Regions from separate parts of the Macaca mulatta genome. Here region 1 is linked to region 2. The links are chromatin contacts, called in public Hi-C maps. All regions are on one chromosome and are shown on one strand. The core of a region is the stretch at or near the end of the contact, and the rest is flanking DNA. Distances in the headings are between cores, read along the strand shown. Region 1 holds the start of ADGRL1 (adhesion G protein-coupled receptor L1). Region 2 holds the start of ASF1B (anti-silencing function 1B histone chaperone).

Region 1 (3,216 bases), core at 93-2,592, 78 kb before region 2:
TCTGTACCCCACTTCCATTTCCCTCCAGCCCCCACCCTGCATAAAGTTGCCGAAGTGTCTATTTTTGGCTTGGGGCCCGGTTTTATAGCCCCGGCTATAGGTCTTGGCAGTCGTAACTTTGGCTCTCCGGAGAGCAAAGCCGGGTCCAACAGCCTTCCCCACCCCAGAGAGGGGGTCCCGGGGCTCCCTCTGCAGCCTCAATCCGAAACCTGCTCCTCGCCTCACTTGGTCTGATGCCTGGGAACCCAAGCCTGCTTCTTGCCCTACTTCTCTTAAGTCCACCAGCTGCAATGGAGTTGTTAGGTGGTGAAAATCCATGCCGGGTTTTTACTCTTTCAGAGAACATAAAATTCAATTTTTCTCCCGCACCCCCTCCCCAAAAGCAAGACTTTGAGGCGTTTATAGATACAAACCTCCCCCTAACGCTTCCCTCCGCCCCTCCTGCCCGGTCAGCTCCAAGCCCCTGTCTCGGTGGCCGAGGATCTTCTGCTGAGGGTCTCATCCCGTCCCGCGCGCTCCAGTCCTGGCTTTGCGTGCCTCCCTCGCCTTTTATTGTAGGTCTGGTCTCCCAGGGTACCGGCCTCATCGCATTCCCTTCGCAGCGCCCCTGGATCCAGAAACCGCTTTTACCTGTCCGCTCCGGTGCAGCCAGCGCGCCGAATCCCTTCGTACCCGAGTCCAGCCCTCCTTTTGCCCCTCCCCCTTACACGTCGCTGCCAGGAAGATGAGGGCAACCCAAGTCGCCTCAGACACTAAGCATCCCCCTTCCAGAACACCCTTCCCATGCGAACCCAGGTCCCGGGAATTCCGGGCCGGGTCTTGCTTGTTTCCACTGCGTTAGGCCTGACGCATTACTCCGTCTCCCGAGAAAGAATCCGGCCCGAAATTTGCGTGCCCCGGGTGCATTTGGCCGTGTCGCATCCACCCCCCAACCACCCACCCCAACACCCGTTCCTCACATCTTTATCTAATCCAGCTCGGGTTTTGCACAACCCTTCCAGATCTCCCCATTTGCGCCCTCCTTCCCGGGCTCGGCGCCTTTCCTTTTACTTCGCTGGAAAATCCTCTCCGGGTCTTCCTTACGTCTGTCTCCCTTCCCCCACTCCCCGCTCCAACGCGGGGCTCCAGCACGTCGCCTTCCTTCTCCCTGCTTTTCCAGAGAGAAGGCGAGAGGAGTCGAAGGGAAGGAAAGTCCAGCCCGGGTTTTCGGGCCGGCTCCTGGGGTGCTCAGGCGGGTTGCGGCGGCCAGTCCCGGGCGGCGACTCCGGGCCGGGTTTTTTGCGCGCCCGCCGCCCCCCTCCCGGAGCGGGTGCGCCGGGGAGCGGGGCGAGCAGGCGGCTTGTCATTGCTGGTGCCCGGCGCCGGCTCGGTCCGCGCGTCCTGCGGTGCCCACGGGCCCGGCCCGGCGCCCCCCCTCCGGCCGCACCGGGGGCGCGACGCCGCGGCACCCGCCTCCAGCCGCGCCGCCCCCCTCCGCCAGCTCCGCGCCGCCCACCCCCAACCCGAGCCCCCCGCGGCCACTGCGGGGAGCCCGAGCCGTCGGCGCGGGAGCTGTCGGCGCTGCGGCGCCCCCGCCCCGCCGTCTGCCGAGGAGGTCCCGGCTGATGGGGCCGCGCGGGCCCCGGAGCGGCGCCGCCGGGCGGCGGAGGCCTGCAGGGGCGCCCCGGCTGCCCCGTTAACCCCTCGGCCACCGCCGCCGTCGGAGGGGGCTGGGAAGTCGCCTGGGCGCACACGTGCCGCCTCCGTCGGGGCCGCGGAGCTGCGGGGGAGATGCGGGCCGCTGCCGGCGCCGCCTCGGGGCGCTCCGCCTCGCCCCAGCCCCCAGTGCTCTGACGCCGCCCCCGCCCCACCGCCTCGCTCCCCGGGAGGGGCGCAGACCCGATCGCCCCCAGTCCCGAGCCTCCGCCGCCGCGAGGGGGCCGCCTTTGGTTCCGTGTAATCCGCCTCTTTTTTTTTATTTTCTTTTTCTTTTTTTTTTTTTAAATTTTTGGTCGGTGGCGGCGGTGCTGGGCTAGGGGAAGGAAGGGACACGGAGGCCGCCCTCGCCCCGCCACCTCCTATCCGCTTCCCCTCAGCCCCGGCTCCGGGAGATGTGCCGGGCGGGGGGCCCGGGTTCGCGGAGCCGCAGGAGAGACACGCTGGGCCGACCCCAGAGCGGCGCTGGACAGGTGAGTGTCTGCGGGCCCAGGGCGAGGGGCGACGCCGCACCTGGGCCAGGTGTGCGGGGCGCGCGGAAGAGGGGAGGCGGGAAGGATGGGAGCCGGGGCCTGTCCTGGCCGCGAGGGGGGAGGGGACGCTGGAGCCGCGCGGGGCACTGCACCTGAGCGGGAGGGGCGTGGGGGGCAGCCCGCAGCTCACCCCCACTGGCTAGGGGCCCGGGAGGGGCGGCCCCCACGGAGCGCCCGGGGCGCGGGGGTGCGGACGGGCGGCCGCAGGGTGCCTGGCGGGGGGAGGGGACCGCGAGTGTGCCCGCGCGTGGTTGCGTGTGCCCGCGCGCGCGCCAGCCTTTGTGGGGAAGCGGCGCGGCGGTGCCTGCGTGTCCCCGGTGCGTGTGCGCGCGGGTGCTTGGCGCTCTGTTTGTGTAGGTGTCTGGGTGTGAGCGGAGGGGGTGCGTGTGCGCGCCGCGCGCCGGTCCCGGGCCTCGGAGGAGCCGTGGCTGGCACCACAAGATGCTGGGCGAGGGGGTTGTTTTTCTCTGGGAGGCAGTGGCGCGGGGGATGGGGAGGGGTCTGTCAGGGTGTCGAGCTGGCCGCAGTCCGGGGGGCGCCGCTGTCAGGAGGAGGGGGTGCAGCCGGGCAGCACCTTCTCTCCGTGGTGCCGGGTTAAAGCACGGGAGGCCGGCAGGTTTGATCCACCGGGATTATTCGTGCTTTGAGGACAACTCCCCACCCCCACCCCAGGTGCGCATTTGATTGAGCTACCAAGGTTCGGTTGTCATCCTCCCATATGACGGTCCTGGGACCCGAGTCCAGGCCTGAAGTGGTGGGGTGGGGGGGGGGGTGCTGTGTTTGCTCCAGCCGTGTCCAGAAAGTACCCTCCCAGGTATCTCTCCAGTGCACCCCTGGCCCCCATCTGATGACAGCCGCTGGCTACACACACCCCTGTCGCTACACTTGGAGTCCGGGTCCTCACACTGCCCCATCCCTGGCCAGCATCTCTCTGTACCTGCCTGGACCCTTTCCTCCTGTTGCAACCCCCATCCACCTCCACCCATGG
Region 2 (3,372 bases), core at 645-3,144:
AGTTTTTTGTATATTTTAGTAGAGACGGGGTTTCACCATGTTAGCCAGGATGGTCTCGATCTCCTGACCTCGTGATCCGCCCGTCTCGGCCTCCCAAAGTGCTGGGATTACAGGCTTGAGCCACCGCGCCCGGCCTAAAATTTAATTTTAATTTTGAGAGACAGGATCTCACTCTGACACTCAGGCTGGAGTGCAGTGGCTGGAGCATCCTGGGCTCAAGAGATCCTCCTGCCTCAGCTTCAGGAGTAGCAGAGACTACAGGTATGCACTACCACACCTGGCTTATTCTTTTATATTTTTGTAAATATGAGGTCTTGTTATGTTGCCCAGGCTGATCTTGAACTCCTGGCCTCAAGAAATCCTCCATGCCCAGCCTCTAAAATTTAATTTTTTTAAAAAAAAGTAAATCTTGGCCGGGCGCGGTGGCTCAAGCCTGTAATCCCAGCACTTTGGGAGGCTGAGACGGGCGGATCACGAGGTCAGGAGATCGAGACCATCCTGGCTAACACGGTGAAACCCCGTCTCTACTAAAAAATACAAAAAAAAAAAAACTAGGCCGGGCGTGGTGGCTCACGCCTGTAATCCCAGCACTTTGGGAGGCCGAGGTGGGCAGATCACAAGGTCAGGAGATCGAGACCATGGTGAAACCCCGTCTCTACTAAAAATAGAAAAAATTAGCCGGGCGCAGGGGCGGGCGCCTGTAGTCCCAGCTACTCGGGAGGCTGAGGCAGGAGAATGGCGTAAACCCGGGAGGCGGAACTTGCAGTGAGCTGAGATCCGGCCACTGCACTCCAGCCCGGGCGACAGAGCGAGACTCCGTCTCAAAAAAAAAAAAAAAAAAGTAAATCTTAAATTAAAAAAAAAAAGATATGGCTGGGTACAGTGGCTCATGCCTGTAAACCCAGCACTCTGGAAGATCAAGGCGGGCGGATCACTTGAGATCAGGCGTTTGAGACCAGCCTGGCCAACAAGGTGAAACCCGGTCTCTACTAAAAATACAGAAAAAAATTTAGCTGGTTGTGGTGGTGGTCACCTGTAATCCCAGATACTCAGGAGGCTGAGGCAGGAGAATCGCTTGAACCCGGGAGGTGGAGGTTGCAGTGAGCCGAGATCGCGCTATTGCACTCCAGCCTGGGTGACAGAGCGAGATTCCGTCTCAAAGAAAAAAAAAGTGGTTTCCAAAAAATGTAAAATTAGGTGCGCGGCTGGCATTATTTTTCCACTGGGTAGAGCTGATCGCCCGTGGGGGCAGAGACTCTGCGACCTGGAGTCTCCCAGGCCGGGGGCGACGGGATGCGGCGGAGAGAAGTTTCCGGATGTATTGTGCGGTCATGAATCATGTCAGGGAATTGCCACTGCCCCCGTTGAATGGAGAGACGCTGCCTCAGGAGCTGAGTAGCAGAGCCCGGACTCGAACACTGGTCTGCCCCCGAACTGAAACTCCCATTTTCAGTACCGTCTGCTTGAAACCTTCCAAGAGCCCTTGAGGGGGCGAGAGCGGGATCCAAACCCCTCGGGGGCGAGAGCGGGATTCGAACCCCTCGTGGGCGAAAGCGGGATCCGAACCGGGCTGGACTCCCGAGGTCCCAGCGCGCCGCGTGACCGCCACTCCGAACGTTCGCAACGTTCACAACGGACTCCAGGGCCGCTGGACCTCAAGGGTCAGGAGCCACTCAGAAAAGCTCCAGACTACGCTCACCTGTTGACAGACGCTGAGGGCGCAACCCTCCTCCTCTTTTTTCACACTCGCCAGCACCGCGGCGGCGCTCGACTTCCGCTTCTCTCCAGCGAATCCCCAGCTGAGCCTCATTCTGCTCCCGGCACTATTACCAATCCAGCCAATCAACTCTCAGAAAACCCTCTTTATCTCCGCCCCACTCCCTCCTGCCAATCACTGAGGGTGCGAGCACCGCCCTTCCCGCCTTCTTTAGCGAGCGCCGCGCGCCACCGCTCGGCGGTTGGCGGCGCTGCGCGGTGCGGGATGCAGCTCCCGGAAAAGCGAGGCGAGGGGCGGGCTACGCCGGTGCGGGAACCCTCAGGATTGGGCAGAAGGAGTCCGGCGCTCTGACTCCGTCCACTCCCGCCGTTGACATCCGAGTCGGAGACGCTGGGGATTGGTTCCCAGCGGACACGCTAAGAAGCCTGGAGATGGTTTCGCCCTCCTCACACGCCGCGGAGAGGGAGCTCCGCTGATTGGTCCGGGGAGTCTGGGCGCGCGCCGACTGGCGCTCCAGGATTGGCTGAGGGGGTGCGCGCGCCGCCAGGGGAGCGTTGGCGGTGATTGGCCAGAGGGCGGAGGCCGGCTATTTGAAGGCGGTCCGCGGTTTAGGTGCGCACTTCAGTCCGCGGAGGGAAGAGGCGGGAGTGGACTTGGTCTGCCGTACCCCACTGACGCCCCCCCACTCACCGGACCCAGGCGCGGCCTCCGCCACAGCCACAGCCCTGCCCCTGCCCCTGCCCCTGCTGCGGCGCGGCGCGGCGCGGCGAGGCGAGGCGAGGCGAGGCGATGGCCAAGGTGTCGGTGCTGAACGTGGCGGTCCTGGAGAACCCGAGCCCTTTCCACAGCCCCTTCCGGTTCGAGATCAGCTTCGAGTGCAGTGAAGCCCTGGCGGACGGTGAGGCTGGGCCCGTGCGGGGACCCCCACCCCCGGGCCGACCCCGGCCTCCCCTTGGAGAAGCGCTCCCATGGCCAACTTGATCTCCCCCATGAAACCCCTCGTCCCCTTTCCGCCAATCCCGATCTCCGGGTGGAGACTCCCCGCCATCAGCCAACTCGGACCTCCCCGTGACCTCCTCTCCCACTGCCCGCCTTGACCTCCCGGGTGGAGACCCCCAGCTAGCTAACTCGGACCTCCCCGTGACCTCTTCCCCCACTGCCCGCCCCGACCTCCCCATAAAGATTAACCCCAGTCAAGCCCCACTTCCCGCGTGGGAAACCTCATCCATCTTTTTAATCTGGAGGTCTTCCTAGGTACCCGTTTTCATGGAGAGATCTTCTTGGCCTCCATTTCTTAAGCCACGGAGATCTTCAGCCACCGTGATTTCCCTGTGGCAAGACCCGCGCTTTAGCCACCCACCCATTTTTGCCCACTTATTCCCTCTTTAGTGAGATACTCACACCTCCCATTTTCCCTCTGGAGACTCCGAATGTCCAGCCCCTTCCCATTTTCCCCGGGGGAAATCCTAGCCATCTGCTATTTTCCCTATGGAGATCTCTCACGCAAGCTCCTTTCCCTCCTCACCGTGAAGACGCTCCCCACCAGTAACCGTTTTTCGCTGTGAAAACCCCTCAACCCCTTTTCAGGACCGCCCTCGCCCCCATCTTCCCATTTGTCTCCCACCAATCCCCTCCCCAACCTGCCAATATTTCAA

What was found. Hi-C and Micro-C count contacts between places; a contact is called where the count stands out from the background.
Region 1: a Hi-C map of cortical neurons shows a contact between it and region 2, with 2.0 times the contacts expected there. The contact joins the promoter of ADGRL1 here to the promoter of ASF1B in region 2.

The regions. Positions count from the first base shown.
Region 1 is chr19:14,800,795-14,804,010 of T2T-MMU8v2.0, reverse strand. It overlaps ADGRL1 (adhesion G protein-coupled receptor L1), which reads left to right and starts at 1,342. Exons shown (of 23, transcript XM_077977528.1): 1 at 1,342-1,377; 2 at 1,760-2,168.
Region 2 is chr19:14,723,201-14,726,572 of T2T-MMU8v2.0, reverse strand. It overlaps ASF1B (anti-silencing function 1B histone chaperone), which reads left to right and starts at 1,894. Exons shown (of 4, transcript XM_015123130.3): 1 at 1,894-2,615. The coding sequence starts at 2,507. LOC144336705 (a long non-coding RNA gene) reads right to left here. Exons shown (of 2, transcript XR_013409027.1): 2 at 2,341-2,715. LOC144336701 (a long non-coding RNA gene) reads right to left here and starts at 1,822. Exons shown (of 3, transcript XR_013409023.1): 1 at 1,700-1,822.